Regions from separate parts of the Triticum aestivum genome. Here region 1 is linked to region 2. A link is a contact called in public Hi-C data. All regions are on one chromosome and are shown on one strand. The core of a region is the stretch at or near the end of the contact, and the rest is flanking DNA. Distances in the headings are between cores, read along the strand shown.

Region 1 (2,700 bases), core at 178-2,677, 380 kb before region 2:
TTTCACATGGATCCAGGCTAAATAAAATGCAGATCGGATAATCCCAGTTTTGTTCAGGATCGGATAATCAGTATGTTCCACCACTGTAAGAACTGGGTGTGTGCTAACAGCTAACCTCCCACGTTTCCACATGAGAAAATGCATGCACAGTCTAAGCAGTAGTAATCAGACACTACACAGAGTCTCAGGGCGTCCTAATTTTTCAGTGATGTTCTTCGCGCAGTTCAACTGACACCCCATGGTTCACAGTTTCAGAGCAGGGATGCTCCCCAAGTTCAGAAGCTAGGTGGAACAGGTCCCTACTCCATAGTCAGCTGGTTACGAACGGGAAACTTGAAAACAAGAGAACGGATTGGCTATTCAAGACGACCACAAGTCGTTACTGAAACAGGAACTGAAACTCTGAGAGTCTATGGATGAGAAGTGGCCGCTTTTGGCTACATGTTACGTTACCATAAAAGAGGAGGCAGAGAATTGGTAGGTTGATTCACATTTACTGCGTCCAAGGTTCTTTTTAAGAAGCCAGAGTGTGTGGACCAGGGCAGCAAAGTACTAGCATATGGCAAGGAGAATTTCCAGCCTTGAATATTTCACACAAGGGCGGCAAAAAGGGACCCAGCTTGCAGTTCTAGACGGTGCATTTACCAGAGATCATGGGAAAGTCGTGGCCTGCCTGTCAGGCTTGAGAAAAGCCAGCCATTAATTACCAAGAACAGGTTGCAGCACCGTGTGACATCTGAAACTAATTACCCAGCTAATGGCGATCTCAGTTATGAAGTTTCGAGTCAATGGCACAATTAGCCACGGAGGGCGTTGGGGATTCAGACTTGCCCCAAAATTCTGTTTCCTTTTACCGATTAAACTGGTATCGACACTAGTATTAGTTCTATATAATTGACAGCCAAGACTCTACTTCCTATGTGGGCGAGGTCATCTGAGAGATCGCCTATGAGTGATGGACAGGATTAGTAGCGGCGCACACGCAGGAAACGAACCCGCAACTAACTACCATGATGGAGGGAGCTGCTAGTAGAGAGAGGAAGATTCAGATTCGGTTTGCGAAGGGAAGAAACGGAGCAGAATTGTATAGCAGCAAGCTAGTGCCAGCGCTTTCCTCACCAGTGGAAGAAGAATCCACGCCCGTGCGGATCTCCAGAGAGGCCGGCGGCGAGGGGAGCGGAGCTCTTGCTTCGGCGGGGAGGTTATCTCGGCGTGGACTGCAGTCTGGACTCTGGAGGGGATGGGGCGGCAGGCCGTTAGGATTTCGGTCGCCTCTCTCTATTTTTTACGCGAGGGAGGGGAAGCAGCAGGGAGACGCCCGCGCCGCGCGGAGCGGAGATTCGGGGTTATGATGAGGGGAAGGAGAGGGGGGAAGAAGGAAGGACGGCGATCGCATCGCATCGCAGGGACCCAAGAGCGTGCCTGGCCCGTGGCCCGTGCTAGGAGGAGTACTTGGACGTAGGCAGACACGAGATGCTGGACTGGTGTCGTGTTGCGCGGGGTGTATGGGCCATATGGGGCGGGACGAGGCACTGTGCGCCCTGCCCGCCTCTGTGACGAGCTCACGAGCCCGTCCGTCGCCCGTCCCCTACTTCTCTGTTCCTCCCGTGGCGTGGAGGACCGCAAGGATGTCAGGCACAGGGTCCCCTCTGAAGCGTCCCGTGTTCATCTTCTTGTTGGCTGATGACACGGTTTTGTCCGTCCAGAGCTCGAACTGCTTTCCCGTGATTTTATTTCGTTTTTTTAAGTTGGAAGAAGAGCTGCTAAGATTCCATTGAAGAAGAAGAATTCCGATGGCTGAAACTGCTCGGTTAGTTAAACTAGGTCTAATAAAGCACCACAAGACATACAAAGGCGCCAAAAGGCTGAGCCAACACAGCACAAAACCAAAGGCACATTGCCGAGGAGGTCGGTGTCATCATACATCGCCATCCACGCTCATGGCCCGACGACTTTGGCTTCGCCAAAACTTCACCCAAGAGGACCATTTTGTTGTACTGATCATGACCGCCACAAAGCATGTTTGACGGCCTCATCGACACTTGAGAGAGAAGAGATATCCGATAGAGGAGTGGCCATGTGCCGCTCCGGTCTCGAGAGGACGACCAACCTGACTTGTCTGTCCAAAGTGCTTCAATCATGCAACACCGCTAGCCAACTACTGGCCACAACCTAATGCACCACCGCAAACATCTTGCCACCGGGAGCTCCCGGTCAACTGCTCAACCACAGACAAGGTGCTCCTGCCAAAAGGTCAAATCTCCAAAACGATGCTTCCATCAAAGAAACGACGCCAAGAACGTCGCCACTGTCGATCCGATAAGCGGATCTCGGCTTTCACCCGAGACTATAACTCAAGAGCGGGATAGGTGCAAAACTCCTCGGTGAAGCCTTCAACAAGGAAGCAGCATACGCATGTGTTGCCATCACCGGCTAAGAGCGAGACTTTCTCCGCATAAATGCGCAGCTACGCCAAAGACCATGCCCTGGACGCACCCACCACAAGAACTGGAGACTGCTGCTCCTTCGAACTGGAGACTGATGCTCCTTCCATCCCGACCAGAGGACAACCGACGACTCCGCTGCTCACCAGAGAACCCAGCACTCGTCACACATCGTGCCCAGATCGGGCCCATCATCGCCCGAACCAGATCTGGCTGGCCCAAACCGCCATCGCGCGCTCATCCGGCGAACCTCCTC
Region 2 (2,700 bases), core at 162-2,661:
CCATAATTCAATATGTGTATTTTTCAGATAGCGAATTTGCTAATTCTCATCTACAATGTCTCATCTAACTCCTACACTGCTGATTAACCAAGCAAAATCAATGGGGAAAAACCTATGAATCTCCGCGTAGAATTCGGCGGTGTAGGAGTTAGAGTAGACTTTATCTAGTATAGATGAGAGCTAGACACATCCGATAGATATTATTAATGGTCAATTATGTCAGTGCGTGCTCACTGTTCAGTAGGGCCACAGTGTCGTTATATTGGAAGAAAAATGTGAGTAATCTTGTCACTTCAGAAAGGTGTAACACTCAACCGAAAGCAATTTCTTTTACCATTTATGCTCCTGTATCATGAGATCGGGTTGGCAAAGACAGGCATTTCTTCTCTGTTCAGCAACTTCGCCCAAAAACAGCAGTACAACCCACTGCAAAAAGCTTAAGACTACACGAAAGAAAGAAATAAAATACGCACGCCGACGCCTGACCAACCAACCTAGCTAGCCTTTTCCTCCAGGTGCCCCTGAAATTTGTCACGCCATGAACGAACGAACGAACACCCACCCGCTCCCCTTCCGTCAGGATCGCATGTCTTCGCTACTACGGTTTGTTTTTGCTACGCATGCCAAAAAGGAGGGCCCGAAACGAGCGAAACAATTAGTAGTAATGATCTCGCTTCGAGGCTATACTGCGGCGCATACTGGACCAGCCGCCGGCGATCGAGCCATGCCGATGCCATGCATGCTCCGTCTCCGGTCAGTCAGTCCTCGAAGCCGGTCCTCTTCCAGACGGCGTCGCGGACGCGGCTGAGGTCGCGCCCCTTGAGCGTCCTGCCGACCCCCTCGTGCACCGACAGGGACGCGGCGCGGCTGCGCCACGCCAGCTCGTGCGGCGGCACCACCGCGCCGCTCCGGCAGCCGGCGCCCAGCTTGCCGTAGTCGTCGTCGTCGTCGCCGTAGAGCTCCCACTCGCCGGCGTGGTGGCCCCTGTACTCGACCCCCAGGATCTTCTGCCAGTCTGGGATGCTCATCGGCAGCGACCCGGGCACGGCGCCGGGGCCGGCATGGGCATGGTCCAGCGGCTTCTTCCGGCCGCTGGCGCGGGCGGACGACGGGATCGTGCGGGCGCGCGCGAGCTCCGCGGGGCCGGAGTCCGCCCCGCCGAACGAGCCCCAGACGTCCGACTCGTCGAACTCGTCCGCCGCGCTGCCGGGGCTGCCCCGCGCCGCCGCGCTCCGGGACGGCGTGAACATCCGGTACGCGTGCTTCGCGGCCGCCGACCTCGCGCTCCCGGCCATGGCGCTCTCGTCTGTGCCTCGAGCTTACCGTGACGCCTCAACCACCGGTCTTTGGCGGAGGGAAGAGTGCGGGGTTGTGAGGAGGGCAATGGTTTTGGAGTTTGTGTGGGTTGGTTCGTCCAGGTTGGATTTTATAGGAGCATAGCCTAGTGGGTGGGTCCACGCCGCAGCGAGACATGGACCGGAAGCAGATAAGACTTGTGCTTGGAATGACGGTTCTAGCCTCGCGTGCCTTCCGCAGGGTGCACGGTTGCGTCGCTGTGCCATACGCTCACACTTGTCCGGCATGATGGCTGTACACACATTTTCCCCGCAAATACAATATGACCTTTTTTAGGGGACAATATGACCTTTTAATTGCATTTCTCTAAGGCCTTGGTTTGGAGGATTTTCCTGAGAAAAACCTAATGAATATGACCCGATTGAAAGTTTCCTATATATGCATTTGATTTGTAGGAAACGTATACTCCCTCCATCTCAAATTACCTGTCGCGAAAATGACTAACACAATTCAGAAAATTACCAGAGTGTGGCAATTTTAGAAAACTTGTAAACATTGTGTGGTATATTTGGAATGTTTCATTATACCATGTACTCATATCAAATCGCCTCTAAAAGGGCTCACCCGTCAAGTCGATGACACATGCCACATGGAATATAGAGGCAGAAGCTAAGGCGGACCTACACGGGCGCTTCGGTGTAGGTGGACATGGGTGATCGAACGGCCAACATAAACCACTGCCTCAAACACCGCCCCACGCAACGTCAATCTTTGACGCACTTGACACCTTGCACAATGTCAATGAGTGATCATGTTGGCACTAACCTTGACATAGCTCATGCCGTCAATATTACGGAATTGTGTGCCAGCTTGATCTATCGCTCCAAAACAGATCCGTCTCGTAGTACCGAGCCAGCAACATTTTGTTAGGTTGCACTAGCAATTCCGTGGCGGTGTTTTGCGAGCTAAAACACGCAAACAAACGAACAAAATATGTACACACCAACCTCATCGCAGGTACGTCCTATCATATCTTCTATATCTAAATAGCTAGCCCCCATTAACATATTTCTCTCAACATGTAAGCATGCCACCTCATCATTCAACATGCATAAGTAAAGGCCCACCTTAATATGCAACTATTAATATTGAAAATCCACTACAACATGCATGCATGTAAAATTTCATTTTATTATGCTATTTACATTTAATTCTTATATACTTTCAAAAACTATTGTTTCAAGAATTCATGTTCCATATAATCAAAATCTCATTGAAATATTGCAAACATTCCCGCAACAACGTGTGGGGCATCATCTAGTTTCATATAATGGGTAAGAACATGGTATTTTGTGCCATTCAAGCATTTTGGGTACATTGGTGACAATTTGCTTAAATGAGGTG

The links. A called contact is a pair of places that touch in the nucleus more often than the background predicts.
Region 1: a Hi-C map of leaf shows a contact between it and region 2, with 3 times the contacts expected there. The contact joins the promoter of LOC123189872 here to the promoter of LOC123189871 in region 2. A contact is called at or near these places in 1 of 5 Hi-C or Micro-C datasets (leaf) and 1 of 1 datasets of contacts at active chromatin or transcription factors (leaf).

What each region holds. Positions count from the first base shown.
Region 1 is chr2A:627,293,052-627,295,751 of IWGSC CS RefSeq v2.1, reverse strand. It overlaps LOC123189872 (endoplasmic reticulum metallopeptidase 1), which reads right to left and starts at 1,427. Exons shown (of 14, transcript XM_044602390.1): 1 at 1,120-1,427.
Region 2 is chr2A:626,911,800-626,914,499 of IWGSC CS RefSeq v2.1, reverse strand. LOC123189871 reads right to left here and starts at 1,411. Exons shown (of 1, transcript XM_044602388.1): 1 at 318-1,411. The coding sequence starts at 1,295. The coding sequence ends at 759.